2 separate regions of the Mus musculus genome follow, and region 1 is linked to region 2. The links are chromatin contacts, called in public HiChIP or PLAC-seq maps. All regions are on one chromosome and are shown on one strand. The core of a region is the stretch at or near the end of the contact, and the rest is flanking DNA. Distances in the headings are between cores, read along the strand shown.

Region 1 (6,769 bases), core at 3,695-6,194, 340 kb after region 2:
ACAGGCCTAGTAGCACAGATCTGTTATCCCAAGACTCAGGGTCAGAAGGTGGACCAGCAAGATCCTGAGCTGTACAGCAAGATCCTGTCTGATAATAACAATGAAGACTGAAAGACTGCTAACAGCATTGAGTGTGGGGGCACATGTGTTTACAGATGCCAGCAGCTACACTCCAAAGCTAAATTTAAATGTAAATCCAAATTTTAAAATGTGAATTTATCTGGGTGGTGTCACACAGCAAAAGCCTGCAATCCTAGCACTTTGGGAGGTGGGGGCTGGAGGATCAGGAACTCTTGGTCTTCACTGGAGGCCACATCTTAAATAAACAATCACAGTCTGAGGAGATGGCTCTGGTCGGTAAAGGTTTTTGCTGTAAAAGTCTCACAACCTTAGTTTGAGCCCTAGAGGGCATGTGAAAGATGGAAGGAAGAACTGTACAGTGGTGCTCAGATCTTAGTCAATGTCCTGGTTTGTTTTCTGTTGCCATGGCAAAGGCCAGGCCTTTTGTTTGTTTGTTTGTTTGTTTGTTTGTTTTGTTTTATTTCGATACAGGGTTTCTCTGTTCCTGGCTGTCCTGGAACTCACTCTGTAGACCAGGCTGGCCTCGAACTCAGAAATCTGCCTGCCTATGCCTCCCAAGTGCTGGGATTAAAGGCGTGCAGGCCACCACCGCCCGGTGGGCCAGGCCTTAAAAAGCAGCTTAGTTGGGAAAAGGTTTAGTTGACTTATATAACATGGAACTGAGCCCCAAGCTGGAACTCAGGGCAGGAACTGAAAGAGAAGCCACAGTGACCTCTGTCTGCTTAGTGACTTGTTCCCCATGGCTGCTAGACTGGTCTCAGACTCACAGGAGATCCATCTGCCTCTGCCTCCTGAGTGCTGGGCTTGAAGTCGTGCAACACCACCACCACCTGATTTAGTCTGATGTAGCCCGGAACCATGTTCACAATAATGGCATTGCCCATAGTAGGTTTGAGCCTTCCACAGCAATCAAAATAATGCCTTGTTGACTTGCCTATAGGCCAATCTAATGGATGTCATTGTCGCAGTTGGGAAACTTTCTCATTTTCTCCTTTAGAAGACTCTAACTTGTGTCAAGTTGTGTCAAACTACCCAACACTGCAAAGGCAACACATATCCCATACACAGAAATACTAAATAGATTTAAAATTAAACTTAGAGACTGTTTATTTATATACTTATTTTTTATTTATGCAGTGCTAGAGATTCATCTGTACAGTTGTTATTCATGCAGTGCTGAGATTGAGCCTAGGCAGTTCTTTCCCTGCTGAGCTGTATTGCCACATCTGTGCTGCTCTTCTCACTCTCTCTCTCTCAAGATATATATATATATATATATATATGTCTCCAGCAGAAAATGACCTTGAACTCAGAGATCTCCTTGCCTTAGTCTCCTGGGATTCATAGCCTCTATGCCTCAAGATCTCCATGGCAAGATCAAGGTCAGAAACTTGTATCTCCCAGCCTCAAGATCTGAATCACAGGTGAGCCTTCCAATTCTGGATTGTAGTTCATTCCAGATATAGTCAAGTTGACAACCAGGAATAGCCATTATAGTGTCTCTCTATAACTAGCCCTAGCTGTCCTGAAAACCCTAGGATCTTCTTACATTCCCCCTGACTCTCAATATGTATAGGTCAGGCTGACCTTGAACACAGAGATCTGCTTGTCTCTGCATCTAGAGTGTTGGGATTAAAAATGTTCACCCTGTTGTTGAGCTTTAGTTTCCTTTTTTTTTTTTAAAGAATTGTTTATTTTATGCATATGAGTATACTGTTGCTGTCTTCAGACACACCAGAAGAGGACATCGGACCCCATTACACATGGTCGTGAGCCAACCATGTGGTTGCTGAGAATTGAACTTAGTAGTCAGTGCTCTTAACTGCTAAGCTATCTCTTGAGCCCAGTTTACTTGTTTTTGAAACAGGCTCTCATGGAATTCTTTAAGCGATAGAGCTTCTGCCACCACCTCCTGAGCTCTGGAATTTCAGGCATGTGCTACTAAGTCCTGCCAAGATGAACCCACTGGTGGAAATGTGATCCATGTACAAGAATCACACAGCTGTAAAAATGTTGACATCTCATTTCTTCACAGCATGCGTGGAACTGGGTTCAGTGTGATAAGATGAGCTTGCACCCGCTGGCCTTGATGGCTTCTCACCAGGACTCCCAGCCATCTCTTTGACTTTTCATTTGACATGGGATCTTAGTATGACCCTGTTCTTACTCCTGAAGCCCAAGCCAGCCCAATTTTTTGGGGCCCCTCTGCCTGAATCTTCGGAGTAGCTGTGGTTACAGGCCTGGGCCACTAGAACTACCTGTCAGATAAGTTTCAATTTAAATAGTTTTTTTTTTTTAAACTCTTTAGACCTGCAAAATTATGTTACATTTTTTTTGGATAAACTTCTTCAGTGAGGATACTCTTTCTGCCTAGGAGTATTAGCCTTGTACTGGGTCTAGCAATAGTCATTACTGTAAATCCCAGATTATAAAGTATGTTATGCTTCCTCGTTGACCCTTTCTCTTTCAAAAAGTGTGTGTGTATGTGTGTGTGTGTGTGTGTGTGTGTGTGTGTGTGTGTGTAGGTAGGTAGGTAGGTAGGTAGTTTGCTTTGGTTTTTCAAGACAGGGTTTCTCTGTGTAGCTCTGTTGTCCTGAAACTCACTCTGTAAATCAGGCTGGCTTTGAACTCACAAAGATCCACCTCCACTTCATGAGGGATCAAAGGCATGAGCCACCACTGCCTGGCAATTCATTTTATTTTGTGTATGGATGTTTTGCCTGCATGTATGTTTCCGCACCACTTCTGTGACTTGTGTGATGGTTACCTCAGAGGCCAGAAGAGGGCATTGGATGCCCTGGCAGTAGAGGAAGTCCTGTCAGCCGCCTTGTGGGAGTTCATGTTGAATGAAGTTGGCACTGTTCTTTGTTTTTCCACACAGTATCCCCTCATTACATCATTCTCCACATCAGCAACTGCCTTGAATTTTAATGAAGTCATTCACTGGGCCTTGTGGTTTAGTGTGCCTGCAGCCCAATGCTAGGACCTGATTCCCAGCATCCATACGACAAGCCAGGATGCTCCAGCACACTCCAGTAACCCCGCTCTGTTGGAGGCAAAGACAGGAGAATTTTTTTTTAATTAATTTATTTATTTTATGTAAGTACACTGTAGCAGTCTTCAGACACCCCAGAAGAGGGCATCAGATTTCATTAGGATGGTTGTGAGCCACCATGTGGTTGCTGGGATTTGAACTCAGGACCTCTAGAAGAGCAGTCAGTGCTCTTAACCACTGATCCATCTCTCCAGCCCTGAAGTCATAAATCTTGAAGGAGAATCTGCAACTGACACTGTATACTAAACCACCATAATTGCCAACTGGGTTCTAAATATTTATCTTTATACTCACCCCTCATCGAAGCAACTTCTCTTTGCAAACAGACGAAAACCATTACAGAAAACCACGTGTGATCAAAGTGCAGAGAACAGGAACCTACGTGGTACCATGTTCTAGTTGATACATCTACAGCATAATTCTTGGACCTAAGGCTCCAGGATCACAGGGTCATGCAGAAGAAGGGCAGAAAGATTATAAGAGCCAGAGAAACAGGGCTTCATACTGAGATCCTGTCTCAAACAAAAAAAAGGAAAATAAAGTTTCCGTCTCTGTCTCTCTCTTTGTGTGTGTGTGTGTGTTTTGAGACAAGGTCTCTCTATGTATTCCTGGCTGTCCTGGCTGGTTTTGAACTCTCAGAGACCCTCCTTCCTATGCCTCCCGTGCTGAGATTTAAGGGATGCACCCCATGCCTGGCTGAGAAGTTCATTTTCTTGGGGTCCATTGTTGTTAAAACAGTAGCCAAAGACACTGGTACAAGGGGCATTTTATTTTTTAAATTGGATTTATTTTAAGTCTGTATCTGTGTGTATGCCTGGTAGTCAGTGGTATGTAGACATGACTCCAAGTGTTTCCAGAGGCCAGAAACAGGATCTCTTGGAGCTGGAATTACAGGTGATTGTAAGTCTCCTGCTGTGGATGCCAGGAGTTGAACTCTGGTCCTCTGGAAGAATTTGAGATCAGTCTTGCTTGGCTACACATGGTGCAAGACCTTGTTTCAAGGAAAAAAAAAAGTTTAAAAAGCCGTAAATTTCTTCTTTGGGAATTTCCTACTTGCATACAATGTATTATGCCCATATCCACCCACACTGCCCCTCCAACTCCTCCCGGGCTCCCCACAATGTCTCTCTCCCAACTTCATGCCCAGTATGATAATTTATTTCCTATGTCGAATGGCTCACAGCTGTCTGTAACTCCAGCTCTGGGGAATCCTATGCCTCTGGGTTCCAAGGGCACTTTTTTTAAAAAAAATTCAATCAGTCAATAAGCCCAATAGAATCCATAATGTAAATACAGCTCTCTCTCCGCCCCCCCCCCCCCCCCCGAAAAGCAGAAGGAATGAGAGAATAATAGTTTCCCCCTTCCTGCTATGTCCTTTGTGCCTGCCGATTATCGGATGCACCAATTATTATGGAAACCTGACCTCACCTCTAACAGCCTCAGTCCGGATTATTTTGAAGCACATACTGGAACTGGATGTAATAGGTTCATATCTTGTTTCAAAATCAAAAGAAGCACAAAGGCTTCAATGAGTGCAGGAAGATTTACTGCCATGGGTGAGGATCGCACAGGAGTTATTCCCAAAGCAGTGTCCTCCCCTAACAGAGAACTGCAGGGATTTTTATCCTACTCAGGGAGAAAAGCCCTCTTTCCTAGACTGGGATCAGTCCTGAGCATGCCCAGTTGAAGATCCTAATCTAGGAAGAAAAGGCAACAGACACGTGTTTTTGTGAATGCTTAGCTTGCATCCTGGGTCCCATGTCTGAAAGGTTAAACTGTAGGACAGGAACACCTCAGCTTGTCTGGGCATGCTCAGCTTGCATCATCCTCCTTTAGCTGAGAATAAAGGGAAAGACACATTGCAGAGGGATTCTTCTGTGTTTGCCCCTAAAAAATGACGGCCTTCCTTACTGGCTCACTGTGGCAGGAATAATGTGGGGAGTGCAGTCATCGCCAGGCTTCAAAGGATGCACAGGCACTCTGTGACAGAGAGCCTGGCAAGGAGACTCTGCGGGACAGCTTGGATTCCAGCAGGACAGCAGGTCTGGACCTTTGACTTCAGGAATTTTGTAGGTATTTGTGAGAAATAAGATTGGAAGCTGAGTTAAGCCATAGCTAGCCTGCCCCTTCCTTCTTCCCCCACCCTCCTCCCTCTCCCTCCCCCCTCTCCCTCCTTCCTATCCTCTTCCCTTCCCCTTCCCCCTCCCCCACTTCCTCCTCTCCATCCTCTTCCCTTCCCCCTCTCCCTTCTCCCTTCCTTTGTCTCCATACAGGAGATTAAACAGAGGGCTTCATTCATTCTAGAATCTCATTAATTCAGCCACGTTGCCCTGGAACTTGCTCGGTAGACCCAGCTGAGATTACAGATTACAGACCTGTGCACTGGGTCTGGCTCATCCTTTTTTTTTGTTTTTGTTTTTTTTTTTAAAGATTTATTTTATGTATGTGAGTACACTGTAGTTGTGTTCAGACACAACAAAAGAGGGCATCGGATCCCATTACAGATGGTTGTGAGCCACCATGTGGTTGCTGGGAATTGAACTCAGGACCCCTGGAAGAGCAGCCAGAGCTCTTAACTGCTGAGCCATCTCTCCAGCCCCCACATGCTTGTTTTTATTGTGAGGTTTTTTGGTGTGCTGTGTTGTGTTTGTTTGTTTGTTTTGAGACAAGAGCTCTTTGTGTATCCACGATCCATGGCTGGTGGGGAGCTCCCCTTTTAGAGTAGACTGGTCTTGAACTCACAGAGAGAGATGCAGTTGCCTCTGCCTTCTGAGTGCTGTGACTAAAAGGTGTGAGGCCCTAAGCCTGGCCTTTTAGCTCCTCCCGTGGCTGCTTGGTCTTTGTCCATCATGAGTCCCTGTGGCCCTTGCGGGAGAACAGTGCTGTTATATAGATACTATAGGGGCTGCTGATTCCCTCTGAGTGACTTCACAGGATAGACTAAAAGTCAGGATGGAGTCACTCACAAAAGCTTCCAAGTTTCACAACCAAAACTGAGCTGTTTATATGATTTTTGTAAAATCAGGAAACCAGGATGAAAGGCATAATAGTCTGGCCAGGCATGGTGGTACATGCCTGTAATCTCAGCACTTAGAAGGTGGAAAAGGTGTAAGGGACACAGGGTAGGGAGAGTATGGAGTAAAAACTGTGTCTTCTGGACACGATAAGACCACTGGGCCCATCTGCTCACAGCAACTGTGGTGCCTGCACACAAGACCAAGATAGTGAACATTCCAGCATGGGAAAGAGGCGGCTCATGAGCTCCACCCCTAACTGAGCAGCTAGTTCATGGATCCGGAAGGAGGAAGAGCCTTTACTTTAAGTATGCTGTCCCTGCAAAGTCAACCTCTCTCCAGTGAGTGGTCCCATGCTCATCAGTATGTGGGCAGCATAAATTGAACTCATTAGGTTATTTAAAACAAAAAACAAAAACAAAAAACCCGGCTCAGCAGTTAAGAGCACTGGCTGCTCTTCCAGAGGATTCGACTTAATTCCTAGTACCCACATGGCAGCTAACAGTCTTCTAGAACTCTTCTTGTTCCAGGGAATCTGAAGCCTTCTTCTGGCTCCGCCGAGCTCAAAAGGGATGCACAGACACTTGTGCATAATACCTACACACATAAAAGTCAATAA
Region 2 (6,685 bases), core at 2,368-4,867:
GAGAATAACAAAAGGTGTAAAAGCTACCAGCTTTAAAGGAGGAAGGTTAGGGAGGTGTGCGAGCCTGGCCACCTGGGAGCCAGTCTGGGGACGTTAGTCGGTCTCGTAAGCGTGTGTTAATAGATGCAGCATTGCAGAAGGCTGTCTGCTGCTGCAGTGGAGCTAAGGGAGGTTGTGGCTCTTCCTAGCCCACATCACAAGTTCCTCAGGCATGCTGGTTTGGGGCTTTTGTTTATCCACTGGCAAGCCTTCTGTTTACCCTGTCAGAGTGCAGCCTGCGATGAGACCAGAGCATCATTTACAACCTTGGCAGTGGCACTGCCGCTAGGGTGGGGGAGGGGTGGGGTGCTTTGGCCCTAACAGTGTCCACGGTCTCGTGGAGTTAATATTAGTTGTTATTTGTTTGTTTTTTGTTTTTTGTTTTTCGAGACAGGGTTTCTCTGTGTAGCCTTGGCTGTCCTGGAACTCACTCTGTAGACCAGGCTAGCCTCGAACTCAGAAATCCGCCTGCCTCTACCTCCCGAGTGCTGGGATTAAAGGCGTGCGCCACCACGCCCGGCTATATTAGTTGTTATTATGGCAAGAACAGCAAACACCTACTAATTTAGAAAAGATGTCATACGTAGTACAGTTGTGTTGCCTGTGGTTCTTAGGTGATCAGACTTACAGATTGTGCCGGGCAGAGGTGCTGCACACCTTTAATCACAGCACTTGGGAGGCAGAGGCAGGTGGATTTCTGAGTTTGGGGCCAGCCTGGTCTACAGAGTGAGTTCCAGGACAGGCAGGGCTACACAGAGAAACCCTGTCTCGAAAAAGAAAAAAAAAGACTCACAGATTGCACCCTCTTCTCTGACCTGCCCTCACGTCGTCTCCATTTTGTCCCTAGACACCTGGTAACTTGTTGGCTTGAGTTTTTTGGGCTTTGTTGTTTTGTTTTGTTTTGTTTTGAATTTTCTCTCTGTATTTATTTTATAATCTATGTATATTTGAATTTTTTTTTTAGGTCCCATGTATAGGGTTGGAGAGATGGCTCAGTCATTAAAGGCTAGTCTCATAACCACAGACAGACTCCACATATTAGTGAAGTCATGTAATCTTTTTTTGTGTGTGTTAGTTTCCCTTGTCTTTGTGTGTTAGTGCGTTTCCCTTGTCTAAAGTCCGTATCAGACAAATGGCGAGCTCCTGGTCTCCTTATGACTGATTAATATCCTTCGTGTAGATGTACCATTGTTTCTATCTGTCTGGTTTATTTTGCATTGAAAGCTCATTTCTTCTCCTCTAGGAATAAATATAAGAAATGGCGTGCTCCCAAATCCAGGCAAGGACTTTCTTCCATCAAATTCATGGTCCAGTTCCGGCTTGTCTGGAAAATCTTCAGGAACAGTATCAGTAGTGAGCAAAATAACTTCAGGCAAGTAACAGTTATTAACTCCTGAGTGACCAGAGGCCAATTCTCCTGATGTTGTGGGGCTGGAGGAAGTCTCCTAGAGAACTATGGCATGGGGCCCTTCTGTCTGAGACGCAGGCATCTCTTCAGTTTCCCTGCCCTGCTCTCCCTTTTGTAGCAGCCCTAGGGGTTCAGCCAGCTCCCCAAAGGTTCTGTCCTCAGGGGAGGTTGGGAGTGGAGCAGTCCTCCCTGACCCAGGAGGAAGCCAAAAACCAAGTTTACAGACTTACCAAATCTAACCTCGGATGCCCTGCTGTGCTTTGGACACCTGGCTCCTAAAGTCAGTGTTAGTCTGGACTTCTCTGCTGGACTTCCTGACTGTGAACCTGCCCTGCCCAGAGCAGCAGAGTCCCTTCTGGTTGGAAAGTGGACAGACTGTTTTTTAAAATAAAGTCCTCCAAAATGGCTAGCCAGGTAGACAATTTCCCCGTGCTGTTTCCCTGGCCGAGTGCTCTACACGGCACCCAGTGCACACCTAACCCTCGCCGCTCCCCGGAACCTTCTTACATTAGGGTTCATGTAGGAATGCCGTGCCCAGGTACCCGTCATGCCACCGAAGAACACATGTAAGCCCCCGTGGCCCACCCTACATACCAGGCCTGATGGAATGTCAACTTTTCCTGTGCATTTAAAAAGTTATATATAAAAGTCAGTGAGCTTTGCATAGTTTAAAGTTTATAGGAATGCTTCCTTTTAAAAAATAAAGTGTGTAGCAAGTATGTTGTATCTATCCTGAATTGTAAGCTATACTGCATATGGCTGTATGTGCCATAACTGGTTACTACACTGGATTATCCGTTACTATATTGGATCACTATTCATTCTTTGCCTTCTGACCACGTGAATGGCTGTTTGTAGCTTGTTCGTTGGAAGGGGCTAAGGTGGACACAAGGCGGACACTACTGTATCTCTGTTTGTGTGCACACAGGCACCAGGTCCTCTGCTGGATCAGCTTTAGGTTAAAGGGTGTGCACATCTTGGGCTTTATAGATATCACATTGCTCCCAGCTGGATATAGTGCCTCTGTCTAAACTTGTATGTCTTTTTTTTTTAATTAGATATTTTCTTTATTTACATTTCAAATGTTATCCTCTTTCCTCATTTCCTCTCCGAAAACCCCCTACCCCATTTCCCCTCCCCGTACTCACTAACCCACCCACTCCTGCTTCCCTGTCCTGGCTTTCCCTTACCCTGGGGCATGGAGCCGTCACTGGACCAAGGGCCTCTACTCTCACTGATGTTAAACTTATATGTCTTAAGGTTTATCCTTGTGTTTATTGATTTTTTTTTCTCCTTGGGGGAGCGGGGTTCAAGTTCTCCTCTCACTTTTCTTCCTGTCTCCTTACTTACCAGTACTCCATGCGTTCCAGGGCATTTCCCCACTCTGCCCTAAGCAGTTATCAGATGCCTTTTTGTTGTCAAGGCAATGCAGCTGTACAGTAACTCTTCCTCACGCTCAGTACTACCATCCCATTGTCCTTAATGGTCAGAACTAACTCATCCATGAGTCTGTGTTAACTGCTTACCTGCTATCTGCAAGTTATACCATGAACCTCCTAGAATACAAAGGCAGAGGGCAGTATACAGTCTTCCCTTAGCACACTTTCAAATGTAAGTGATTTAAACAAGCTTTGCCTGGTGGCACACACCTATAATCCCAGCATTCAGGAGACTAGCGCTGCCTTAGGAAAAAATAAGAAAGTGGGGAGTAGAGAAAAGGAAAGATGGCAGGAAGACATAAACAGTGAGTGACCTTTTAGGACATTTCTGTTGGGGCCAGTGAGTCTAGTTATCAGCAGGATAGTTAGTGTCTATTTATAACATGTAAATAAATAGGATTACCCCTTCGCATGAGAGAATATGTTAAGTGAATTACATTCAACTGCATTTCAGAATTTGTATACACTGACATGAAAGGATATTCCATTAGATGGAATAGAAGAAAAAAAGTTTCAGAACAGGCTAAACCAATTCTTGGTAGGAAAACTATGTCCCTTGCTTAGTTTAACAGTGGCCCCCTTAGTTGCTGCCTGCCTATGGGAAGGCATGTCCTTTGCCTTCGTGACCTTTCTGACTGTGGTATGGTGACATGGCTTCTCAGAGCTCTCCTCGGTCTCCTCCTTTGTCCCTCAGAGATAACAACGTGCTTTCCTGAACTCTTGGTGTGGTAGGCGTGTCTCTGTAGTTTAAAGAGCTTTCCTTTTCACCCCTCAGTTGGCTCAGGCTCTGCGAGCTCTAGTGGACTGACTGGAAGCTACATTCCTTCCTTTCTGAAAAAGGAAATCGGTTCTGTCATGCAGAGGGTTCAGCTGGCGCCCCTCGCAGCCCCTCCCCCCGGTGAGTCGCAATTCTTGTCATCGGTAAATTAGTCCAGTAGTTCCTGAGTTGCTGCTCTGTGGCAGGGACAGGGTCTGCAGAGTCAGGCAGCACTCTGTAGAGGATGCGAGTGGATTGAGTGTCAACATATACAAATTCTGATGTGCATAAATGCTAAGGAGAAAAAAAACCAAAGCAGGCGAAAAGTGGACTTGGGGCCTGGAGCCCACGGAGTCAATAAAGTTCGCTACAAAAAGACGCTTAGTAGAAGTGGGGCGGAAGTTGTGGGGCGGAAGTTAGTGGGCGAGCCCTGGGCACTGGGAATGGCTCTGCAGCAGATCAGGCCTAGCAAATTCAGAGAGCAGTGAAGAGGCCAAAATACAGGGTGCAGGGGGGCAAGAAAGAGACAGGAGGGTTGTGCCAGATGATAGAGTCTTCCCACAGATTTCTCCCTGCCTGCAGGAGGGGAGACGAGAAGGAGGCAGTTGTGCATATGCACCCACCCCGTGTCCGCTGCAGACATTTGTCCCCGTTCTGGCCTTCCTGCACCTGCCTTGGGTCCCACTCAGCATTTCTCTTCCATTGCAGGCTACTCTTCCCTCAAGGCCGTGAGACCTCACCCGGGGAGGCCTTTCTTTCACACCCAGCCCAGGAGCACGCCCGGCTTGATCCCCCGACCTCCAGCTGCTCAGCCTGTGCACGGCAGGATAGACTGGTCTTCCAAGTACCCATCCCGGCGGTGACTGTCCCGGCCACGGGCCGTGCTCCTCAGCTGGCTCCATTGTACCCGCACAACCACGAGGCGGTGTAAAACAACCCACACTTACAGCTGTTCTGAACTAATACATTTCAATATTTCTTTTAAATTTTTTTTAAAACATTGATTTGAATGCAATACCCTCTTTTTGTATAAAATTATTTTATTCTAAAACCGGGTCTCATTATTTTCTTAAACAACAGCATTTTGTATATATGGATTATGTTTTAGCATTTTATACAGTCAACTTTGTAATGAACTTTTTAAAGATTAAGTGATTTTTTGTTCATTGTTCCATGTAATATTTTATACAGATTTTGAAATATGTAATAATATTGATTCAGTATTGTGACAGGGTGCAGTTTAAGACAGTGGGATACAAGATAATTTACTTGATATATTTGAATTTTATGGAGTGGCCCATTCGGTACTCTAGGCTCTCTTAGACTGGTCTTCGGAAGGTGGTCTGCTCACTGCTTTTCTGAACAGCTTGTATTGATTGTTCTGGGGGTGGAAGTTGTTTTGTTGTTTTGAGACAGGGTCCTATGTAGCCCAGACTGGCCTCCCACTCACTATGTCGCTGAGGATAGCTTTGAACTTGGGATCTTCCTGTGTCTACCTGCCTGAGTGCTGGGATCGCAGGTGTGTAAGCCATGCTTGGTTTTACCCTGGGCTTTGTACAAGCCTCCCAGCCCTGATCCTATCTTTTATACGATTGTCTTTCATACAACGGTTCTGTCCTAAACTATCGCTTTCTTTAGACATTTTACTTTATTTTTGCCCCCAAAACAAAGAACTTTTCATAACTAGTTGGTGAAATTTTATTACACTCACAAACACAGCTGCAAAAAATCCAGATAAACCCAGGCATAATCATTCGAGACAGCACAGTCCTACTTCTTTGTTGCTTTGTATTGGTTGACATCTCTGCTGGCCTCTGCCTTCACCAGCCCACACCTGTGGGTGGGGATGGGGATGAAGGGGCTGAGTAGGACAGCCATGGGCAGACAGAGAGATGGCAGAGTTGTAGTCACCTGTTGCTCTGGTGAGCTTTTTTTTTTTTGGTTCCCTGGGGCCTACCAGCCAGGACCTACCTACCCACAGAACTGCCAGCCAGCCTCCCTCAGGCCCCACCGAGCCACAGAGGCAGGGTGGGGAGCTTGCAGCCCATCGAAGGTGTCTCCACCTGCACCCCTCTAGCCAGAGAGGAGGCTCCCTCCCACCCCTGCGGTCCATACTTTTTTTCCATTTTTAAAAATACCCAGGCTGGAGAGATGACTCAGCCATTCCAGTTCCAAGGGATCCGACGCCCTCTTCTGGCTTCTGTGGGCACATGCACTCGTGTATATAATTGCCACTGACAGGGACACATACATGTAAAATCTTTATAAAAATCTAATTGTTAAAAATCCCTTAAAAGGGAAGCTTTCTTATGTCAAAAGTACCTTTTTTATTATTTTTATTAGGATTTCTGATTGCTTTAATGTAAAATTTTCTTAACATATGGTAATACAATCAATTAAGCTTATATCCCTGCCAAGATGAAAGACCAAAAAAGCCAAGTATCTTTCTATGTAGCCATGGCTGTCCTGGAACTCACTCTGTAGACGAGACTGACCTCGAACTTAGAGATCTGCCTGCCTCTGCCTACCAAGGGCTGGGACTAAAGACGCACGCCACCACACCCAGTGACTTTTTTTTTTTTAAACTGAGAGTGAAGGTTGTATTCAGCTGCATTTTCCACACCTGACTAGGAGCAGCTCATAAACGCCGCAGGCCAACTTCTCATGACGATTTTAGGAGTAGGGAAGCTTTGGGGGGTGGGGAGGGGATCTAAACTGTAAGACGTCACACTCGCCAGGATGTTATGTTCAGACTGTGCCACGGCTCAGCCCCCATCTTGTGTGGCGTGTCTTGAGGTTGGGACCTCTGTTGGACAGAGGCTGTCCCATTGAGAGGAATGTTTACAGCAGTTCTACAAATAGCAAAGCTCGTCTGGAGACAGAAGCATACAGAGGATCCACTTGCTTCCATCTCTGTGTGACGCAGCCACCTCCTCTCCTGGTTACCTTACAGGCAAAAGGAAGAGTCACGAGGCCAGTAGCCAACCTCAACCGATGGCAGAGCCACTCGCATGCTCCCAGGGCCCAAAGGACGTTTTTGTT

Evidence for each region. HiChIP or PLAC-seq counts read pairs in DNA pulled down with a chosen protein or histone mark.
Region 1: an H3K27ac HiChIP or PLAC-seq map of embryonic stem cells shows a contact between it and region 2, with 10 read pairs. The contact joins two enhancer-like sites. A contact is called at or near these places in 2 of 115 datasets of contacts at active chromatin or transcription factors (embryonic stem cells and extraembryonic endoderm stem cells).

What each region holds. Positions count from the first base shown.
Region 1 is chr9:78,498,512-78,505,280 of GRCm38.p6, forward strand. No RefSeq gene overlaps it. Among named protein-coding and RNA genes, the nearest start is that of Eef1a1, 20 kb to the left of the region's middle. Within about 2 kb of position 4,945, at least 124 of the 459 cell types and tissues checked have an H3K27ac peak or open chromatin away from gene starts, as enhancers often do. A contact at or near this core is called in embryonic stem cells and extraembryonic endoderm stem cells, where this site is marked.
Region 2 is chr9:78,163,249-78,169,933 of GRCm38.p6, forward strand. Cilk1 (ciliogenesis associated kinase 1) reads left to right here. Exons shown (of 14, transcript NM_019987.2): 12 at 1,283-1,411; 13 at 3,662-3,784; 14 at 4,352-6,685. The coding sequence ends at 4,506. Among named protein-coding and RNA genes, the nearest start is that of Rn7sk, 9.0 kb to the right of the region's middle. Within about 2 kb of position 3,618, at least 30 of the 459 cell types and tissues checked have an H3K27ac peak or open chromatin away from gene starts, as enhancers often do. A contact at or near this core is called in embryonic stem cells and extraembryonic endoderm stem cells, where this site is marked.